2 separate regions of the Mus musculus genome follow, and region 2 is linked to region 1. The links are chromatin contacts, called in public Hi-C maps. All regions are on one chromosome and are shown on one strand. The core of a region is the stretch at or near the end of the contact, and the rest is flanking DNA. Distances in the headings are between cores, read along the strand shown. Region 1 overlaps Fndc3a (fibronectin type III domain containing 3A). Region 2 overlaps Fndc3a (fibronectin type III domain containing 3A).

Region 1 (4,419 bases), core at 1,286-3,785:
CTGACATGATGAATAAACCTCTGAAACTGTAAGCCAGTCCCAGTTAAATGTTTTCCTTTATAAGAGTTACTGTAGCTTTACTGAAACAAATGCAGATATTTACAGCCATCCATTGGACTGAGGTGGGGGACCCCTATAGAAGAGTTAGGAGAAGGATTGAAGGAGCTAAAGGGAATGGCAACCCCATAAGAAGAACAAAAAAAAAAAAAAAAAAAAAAAAAAAAGTTGCTGTGGTCATGGTGTCTCTTTATAGTGACGAAACCTTAAGACAAGGGTGTTAAGTGCCAAGCCGTGCATATGGACAATTTGCAGGAGTCTAGTTGTGTTAGTCCACTATGTGGAAACTGGGGGTTGAATTTAGGCTGTCAAGTGCTAGTAGCAAACACCTTTACCCTGAGCCACCTCTTCAAATGTAAGATTTATCCATTCTCATTTACTAATCTGTCCCAAATGCCTAGACAGAATCCAGCATGTGGAGGAAGAAGTTACAGAAGATAATACTATCTAATTTTTATAAGCCTCAAAATTAAGTAAATTAATTGGTTATATAAAGGATAGTTTTCCTCTTATGTTTTTTTTTTCATGATACTGGAATCAGATCTAGGATGTTGTGCATTGTTAGGCTAGCGAAGTAGTCTACCATTAATATCCTTCTCAACTAGAACTAGTAGTCTACCATTAATATCCTTCTCAACTAGAAGACTGTAAAGATAAGAATAAAAGCAACCTTAGGAGGAGCAGAAACCTGAGTGGTACAACCTGGCTCGATGGAGAGCAGTGTCCATCACTGGGCTCTACTGCTTAGGTTTAGGGAAGTCACTTCAGTGTGCTTAATGGCTGCCATCAAATATTGTCTAACCAACTAGCCGAGGCAACGACTGTGCAGCGTTGGAATCTGCTGATGCTGTGAAAATCCTAAAAAATTTGAGCTGTGAAATAAGGTACGGTTTGATCAAGGTCAGGTCTAAGAATAGTAATTTAAACGAAGAGTATTAGGTCTCTCTATAGTGATTTTGGTAAGATTAGCTGTGAAACAGGATGTACTTATAGTTGTAAGAAATAAGTTCAAGCTTTAAGAACACAGCAGGAAAAGGAGCAGAGAAATCATAGATCTAGAGTTTGGACATTGAAGTCATTGACCTGACAGCAAGTGTTGGGGCAGAAAGAAAAAAAAAAAAAAAAACAACTCACTGACTGTCAAAATAGCATAGGAGGGCAGAGTGGCGCAGTGAGAGAGAACAGGGAAGTAAGCGCCCATCCCACAGCCTCAGGGGAAATGCATTCATAATGGAATAAAAGGTCAGCTATTACCCTTTTCCACTTTAAACCAGTGTCTCTTCTCCTCTGGCCTCTGACTTGCTTTTATTGAGTCAAGTTGCCAGGGGTGTGTCCTGCCAGGTTTTTTTTTTTTTTTTTTTTTTTTTTTTCTTCTTCAGGAAAGACACTGGGCCTTTAAATAGGGCCTGGCCTTTAACATGTGATTATATGAAGCAACCCTGCCTTTGCCTATGTACCCTCAAGTTACTTATCTGCTCCTGCCTCAGCTTCTCTAGTAATGATACCTCAGTTTGCGTTAACAAGTAGGACACTCCACATGGTTCGTCTCACTGTGTAATCTTTAGTTTTGAGAGTCAGCGATCATACTTTTACTTACAATAACTATCAGTTACTGAGAGGTCCTAAACAGTGTATTTCATGTACTAGTTTGTCTAACTTGATTCTGCAACAGTGCTTTGAGGTTGATCATTTTAACCTTTCCACAGGAGACAGAGCCCAATAGTAGTACATTTGCCATGCTAGTAAGTATCGGAGCTCATTTTAACTTTTAGTATCACCTAGTACCCAAATCCATCTTCCCCACTGTGGTGCGTGTCACAGATCCCAGCCATTGCTTGTGTATGTAAGCAGTTGATAAAGTTCCTCTGAACTTATATGCCCTCTTAAGTAATTTACGGGGCGTATTTTTTTTCCAAAAGAATAAGTTTTCACCTCAATTAACTGAGTATTTTTCACATTCCTGCTTTAAGAATACTATCCACCAAGGATCTTTCCTTAATGTCAAGAGTAAGTTCTATTTTTAAAATAATCACTAAAAACAAAGTACACTGACTATAAAAGCAGAAGCCTTCATTAGCTTTTAAGGAAAAACAAAACAAGCCTGAAATATATTCCACCTGTAAGGAACTTGTCATTTAATTCTATTGTGTGGGCAATTCTCTGTGTGTTATAGGCATAGCTTGAGTATCGAGCATGAAATGATCACAAACTATACACTCATATTTTGGATCAAGGCTTTGAATTCATTTTACCCCAATCTTTCTATGTGAAAAAGCAGCAGGCTGCGTTAGTCAAACCGCGAACACAAAGAGGATGGTTTTCCATCGCGTGCCTATCCACCAGGTTCTTTTGATTAGGGTTTACTTTGGCTCTTAAGGCAGAACGCGTTGCAGTCAGGAAAGCAGCTGAAGAAGCCTTTAAGTGTTTTGTTTCAGTAGCGCCCCAGCGTACCCTCTGCGCTGTTTCCTCTCCCGGTCTTTCCCGGTTCACTGCGGGTCATGTGATACCGGTCACGTGACTCGGTCAAAGGATCTTTTCCTCTTACCAGCTTTGAGGAAAAAAAAAAAAAAGCGAAACTGTTCTCCAATTAAAGCTGCTAACGTGTACTACGCCGTTTCCTTGTTGGGTTTTCTTGTTCGCTGGCTGCTGCTCCTGTAGAAACAAAATGAGTGGTAAGATTTGCTGATTTTGAACATTCGCTTTTATTTGAAAACATAGGAAGCTTTTGTATTAACCTAAAGCCGTGTTGTGTGTTTTTAGTGCCAAATCTGTTCGCTTTAGAAATACTACATATTGTTATGTGGTTATGAAAATTGTAGACTCTATGAGCTAGAGTGATTTTAAATCTCATAGCATGCCCCATTCTGGCTGGCCTCTTGATTTTTTTCGTCTTTTCTCTTTTAAGACTGATCAGAAAATTGGCATCAGGTAATTTGGAAGCCATTGTGTGCGGCAGGAGTCAGCAGTCAGCAGTCCGTTGTTTATTTAATTTTAAATGCTTAGACAAATCTGTAGTTTTGGGTTTTTTCTAAAAGAAATAAAGAAAAAATTGAATATGAATGGTAGATTAAGAAAGACGATAGGTTTAGTTTATGTTAGGTAAAATGAACTAGGTATAAATCATTGATGGTACCTTTAAGAATTGGGATGGGAAGTTTTTCATATTTAAGGCAAATGACAAACAGAATTGTACCCACTTTTGCAGATTTTAAAAATAAGTAGGCCCTTAACAGTAATGTAATCACTCTGCTTTGGGGTAGCTTTTGCCTAAAGCTTGTCAATTCTGAAGGAGCTGTTAGGTGTAGCTACAGTTGTTCAGGTACAGCTTTCTTGTGCCAGGTGGACATGTTATGTACTCCTATAACAGGTTTGCTTCTTCCCTGGACACAGTCTGCTTTGCTGCATACAAATTTAAGACAGTTTGCAGTTAATTTTCTAGAACTTTCTGAGTTAGAAAGTACTGTTGGACCTGAGAGGTAGTCAGGCATTGTGTCAGTGAGTGTCCAGGGTTTAGAGTTTGATGCAGGACAAGCAACATGGTGCTGCCAGCATTGTGGATCTGAATATCAGTACTTGTGTTTACTGTCTATGTATTGGGGGTGTGGCAGGTTTGTGTTCAGTGTTGAATATATCCCACCATTATTTTAGATAAATGTACATAGCACTGATAAATTATCTTTTTAAAATCTAACTGTGTGGCATTTCTGCCTCCGAACTAGAAAATTTACTTAAGTAGTCAAAGTGATCACGTCATAAAGGAGTCCTTTGTGAAACTAAATGATGACTTGTTCCAGCAGCTATCAAAGTAAACTGTGAGCTGAGTCCAGTGGCACATGTCTGTAATCCTAGCATTGTGGAGGCTGAGATGGGAGTGTGGGTGCATCGCCTGAAAGTTACTGCTCTAATAGCCACAGAGAAACAGAACACCGGGTTTAGTTGTTCTGCTTTGAAGATGCCTGTCTGCTTTCTTTCATTTCCACATCATCTTCATCAATCTCTGTCTGGCATTAATGACTTGACACAAGGTTCAGCATGGCAGTGGGTGCAAAGAGCCTGCAGTCTAAGCTTAGTACATAGAGCTCAGTAAAGTTTCCTTGACTAAGTAAACAAATGCAATTTTCAATAAAATCTCTAGTTCTCAGCCAATTTCCACATTTTATAAATAATATCTAGGGCGGATCTTACAATTTAGAAGGCTAGTTTACTGGTTTATGTGAATTAGTTAATGAATAAAGTGACCATTAGTGTACAACTGTTCCCCTTTCTCCAGAGAGCAGAAATGTATTTTGAATGAAGCCTTTCTAAATAGAGATTTTAAAGAGGATCTCACAAATGCTGTTTAGCAAATTAATAGGTAGCATT
Region 2 (4,419 bases), core at 817-3,316, 79 kb before region 1:
GGATTCAGTAGAAAATCATGATTCTTTTTGTATAGTGCCTCAAGGCAAACAGGACGATGAGGGAGATTGAGCCTTTGTAATTTTACCTTGTCAGCTCAAAGAAAAGTGTCAGAGGTACGGTTACCTCATTCAGCCATTGCAGCTTGATGTCTTTCAGGATGTAGATTGAATAGTGATGAGTAAATTAAATTCCCTATCTAGGAATGGAAGGATGGAGATGCAGAAAGTGTAAATAGAGCTTCTGGTATTAGCGTTAGGTTGAGGATAACTAATAGTTACCTTGGTTGGGTTGTATGAAATACATTTTCCCAAGTAGTTGATTGAAAAAGAAGTCAGGTGATCTTTTTGGTCTTCCTTGGACAGTTTGTTTGTTAGTGAGGCAATTCCTGATTGTATTTTAATGTATTTTCTGGATGTATACTTCAGTGGTTATGTCTTTTTGTTTTGCAGAGTTGGAGGGCTTTCCGGTATATTGATGCCTTATTGATAATGGCAGAACACCCGCCTTTGCTAGACACAGCTCAGATTTTAAGTAGCGACATCTCTCTTCTGTCTGCCCCTATTGTAAGTGCAGATGGAACACAACAGGTAAGGAAACAGAAATATGTTTTACCTCATGTCTTTGTCATTGTGGATTTTTTAGCCTAAAGGGCTGCTGTCTTTGCTATTGAATAACCAGTAGAAGTAGGCTTTTGTTTTTGCTTTCCCCTAGGAAAGTTTTGTCTTGGTTTTTGTTTTCATATGTGCTCACACACCTTCTTAAGCTTCACCTTCTTTTTGCTGACTTGCTTTTCAGGGTCAGATGGAAGTCCTGTAAGGTTTTATTTTCCCCCACACTAATCACAGCTGTGGCAGATACTTATGTACTTTCATGAGTCCCTGATAGATTTTTGTTAACATATGTTGCCTGAGGCCAGTCACTGACTTCAATATGAATCTATTAATGAGTTAACCACAGCATATTGCCCTGGTTGCCTGGTAATAACTGTATTCTGTTGCCCTGGTTGCCTGGTAATAACTGTATTCTGTTGCCCTGGTTGCCTGTTAATAACTGTATTCTGTTGCCCTGGTTGCCTGTTAATAACTGTATTCTGTTGCCCTGGTTGCCTGTTAATAACTGTATTCTGTTGCCCTGGTTGCCTGTTAATAACTGTATTCTGTTGCCCTGGTTGCCTGGTAATAACTGTATTCTGTTGCCCTGGTTGCCTGGTAATAACTGTATTCTGTTGCCCTGGTTGCCTGTTAATAACTGTATTCTGTTGCCCTGGTTGCCTGGTAATAACTGTATTCTGTTGCCCTGGTTGCCTGGTAATAACTGTATTCTGTTGCCCTGGTTGCCTGTTAATAACTGTATTCTGTTGCCCTGGTTGCCTGTTAATAACTGTATTCTGTTGCCCTGGTTGCCTGGTAATAACTGTATTCTGTTGCCCTGGTTGCCTGGTAATAACTGTATTCTTCTGTTGCCCTGGTTGCCTGGTAATAACTGTATTCTGTTGCCCTGGTTGCCTGGTAATAACTGTATTCTGTTGCCCTGGTTGCCTGTTAATAACTGTATTCTGTTGCCCTGGTTGCCTGGTAATAACTGTATTCTGTTGCCCTGGTTGCCTGGTAATAACTGTATTCTGTTGCCCTGGTTGCCTGGTAATAACTGTATTCTGTTGCCCTGGTTGCCTGTTAATAACTGTATTCTGTTGCCCTGGTTGCCTGGTAATAACTGTATTCTGTTGCCCTGGTTGCCTGTTAATAACTGTATTCTGTTGCCCTGGTTGCCTGGTAATAACTGTATTCTGTTGCCCTGGTTGCCTGGTAATAACTGTATTCTGTTGCCCTGGTTGCCTGGTAATAACTGTATTCTTCTGTTGCCCTGGTTGCCTGGTAATAACTGTATTCTGTTGCCCTGGTTGCCTGGTAATAACTATATTCTGTTGCCCTGGTTGCCTGGTAATAACTGTATTCTGTTGCCCTGGTTGCCTGGTAATAACTGTATTCTGTTGCCCTGGTTGCCTGGTAATAACTGTATTCTTCTGTTGCCCTGGTTGCCTGGTAATAACTGTATTCTGTTGCCCTGGTTGCCTGGTAATAACTGTATTCTGTGGAGAGAAGACACACTACCAGGCTGAGCCATAACCACAAAGACTTAGGTCTTGTTTTTCTTCTCTCAAAAAGGAGATTTTACTGGTAAAGTTCCATAGAATCTGAGGCTGTGAATAGCAGCAGTAGTACAAATGGCTGTTGAGAACAGCACACACTAAAGCATTAATCTGGGATGGTGGTCCAATAGCTGTGGTAGAATATATAAAACCATACAGCATAGGCTGGAGAGATGACACAGCCATTTAGAGCACTTACTTTTCTTGAAGAGGGTCCAGGTTCAGTTCCCACCATTCCATATAGTAGCTTTCAACTGTCCTTAGTCCCAGTGTCCTGGGCTTTGGGATATCAGGCACACATACACAGTGCACTTACATATATACACACAAAACACTCATATGCATAAAATTAAATCTTAAAAAATGTACAGCAGATAATAATTGAAGATAAACAGACAATAAAGGTGACAGTGTATGTTGTTAATACTGGTTCAAAACCTGACTAAGTCAGAGCTTGCCTGCGAGACGAGGCATCAGTAGGTGCCTGGAAAAGGAGCACACTACAGACAGAGGAGCATGCATGCAGGAATGGTGTGGGAATTCCAAGGCAACAGATACTCTCTTCTGTTGTCTTGACTTTCTCAGTCAAGTTTTTCTTGTATCTCTTGGAATCAAATTAACTTTCTTATGTTTGATTACTAAGATTACCTCTCCCTCAGAAATGCTTTTATCTACCTCTGTGTTGTATTGGCTGTAGTGGGCTTAGCTGACGGATTGCAGAGGACTCTTTTGACATATAGTGCAGCTTTTACAGAAACAGTGACAGGCATTTCTTATCCCTATCATGGCTGCTGAACCTGTTTTGGTTTTGCCTTCTTTCTAGTAAGTTTTTGTTTTTGGTTTTTGTGACACGGTCTCACTGTGTAGCTTGGAGTGCCCTAGAACTTGCTATGTAGACCTGGCCATCTGATTATTCATAGAGATCTCTCAGCCTGTACCTCCCAAGTGCTGAAATTGAAGGTGTGTACTACTACACCCAGTTATTAATAGATTGTGTTAGTTTAATAATTTTATTCATTTGAAATTGTAATATTGATATATCATTTCCCCCTTTTTTCCCTCTCACACACCCCTTCCCCCTCTTGCTGTCTTTTTTTTTTTAATTTTTTTTATTATGTATTTTCCTCAATTACATTTCCAATGCTATCCCAAAAGTCCCCCATACCCTCCCCCTCCACTCCTCTACCCACCCATTCCCACTTTTTGGCCCTGGCGTTCCCCTGTACTGGGGCATATAAAATTTGTGAGTCCAATGGGCCTCTCTTTCCAGTGATGGCTGACTAGGCCATCTTTTGATACATATGCAGCTAGAGTCAAGAGCTCCGGGGTACTGGTTAGTTCATAATGTTGTTCCACCTACAGGGTTGCAGATCCCTTTAGCTCCTTGGGTACTCTCTCTAGCTCCTCCATTGGGAGCCCTGTGATCCATCCAATAGCTGACTGTGAGCATCCACTTCTTTGTTTGCTAGGCCCCAACCTAGTCTCACAAGAGACAGCTATATCAGGGTCCTTTCAGCAAAATCTTGCTAGTGTATGCAATGGTGTCATCGTTTAGAGGCTAATTATGGGATGGAACCCTGGATATGGCAGTCTCTAGATGGTCCATCCTTTTGTCTCAGCTCCAAACTTTGTCTGTGTAACTCCTTCCATGGGTGATTGTTTCCAATTCTAAGAAGGGGCAAAGTGTCCACACTTTGGTCTTTGTTCTTCTTCAGTTTCATGTGTTTTACAAATTGTCTCTTATATCTCGAGTATACTAAGTTTCTGGGCTAATATCCACTTATCAGTGAGTACATATCATTTGAGTTCTTTTGTGATTGTGTTACCTCACTCAGGATGATGCCCTCCAGGTCCAACCATTTGCCTAGGAATTTCATAAATTCATTCCTTTTAATAGCTGAGTAGTACTCCATTGTGTAAATGTACCACATTTTTTTGTATCCATTCCTCTGTTGAGGGGCATCTGGGTTCTTTCCAGCTTCTGGCTATTATAAATAAGGCTCTTGCTGTCTTTCAAAGTCATGCCTTTTATTGTTAAATGTGTGAAACTACACACACAGAGACATGTACACACTGATCAGTCTGTATTATGTTGTCTGTATGGATATGACTTCAGGGCTGACAGGCTGACCACTTGATTGCTGGATAACCTATTGGGGAAGTCTTCTTGGAGGAGACTTATCCCCGACTAGGCATTCCCAGTCCTTGCCCATAGATCTTTGGCTGTGGCGGGGGGGGGGGCGGGGGGGCTGGAGGGGGACCTCTTGCT

What was found. Hi-C and Micro-C count contacts between places; a contact is called where the count stands out from the background.
Region 2: a Hi-C map of B cells shows a contact between it and region 1, with 1.9 times the contacts expected there. The contact joins two enhancer-like sites. A contact is called at or near these places in 3 of 39 promoter capture datasets (the 3T3-L1 cell line, the C10 cell line and frontonasal cranial neural crest), 9 of 484 Hi-C or Micro-C datasets (B cells, the C3H10T1/2 cell line, the HPC-7 cell line and 6 more), 7 of 115 datasets of contacts at active chromatin or transcription factors (the 230-238 cell line, CD8 T cells, bone marrow-derived macrophages and 2 more) and 3 of 9 other capture datasets (adipose tissue, liver and pancreatic islet).

What each region holds. Positions count from the first base shown.
Region 1 is chr14:72,601,232-72,605,650 of GRCm38.p6, reverse strand. The region is part of intron 3 of Fndc3a (fibronectin type III domain containing 3A); the gene reads left to right. Among named protein-coding and RNA genes, the nearest start is that of Fndc3a, 110 kb to the left of the region's middle. Within about 2 kb of position 2,535, at least 368 of the 459 cell types and tissues checked have an H3K27ac peak or open chromatin away from gene starts, as enhancers often do. A contact at or near this core is called in B cells and memory CD8 T cells, where this site is marked.
Region 2 is chr14:72,679,803-72,684,221 of GRCm38.p6, reverse strand. It overlaps Fndc3a (fibronectin type III domain containing 3A), which reads left to right. Exons shown (of 26, transcript NM_207636.2): 2 at 451-588. The coding sequence starts at 490. Among named protein-coding and RNA genes, the nearest start is that of Fndc3a, 28 kb to the left of the region's middle. Within about 2 kb of position 2,066, at least 14 of the 459 cell types and tissues checked have an H3K27ac peak or open chromatin away from gene starts, as enhancers often do. A contact at or near this core is called in B cells and memory CD8 T cells, where this site is marked.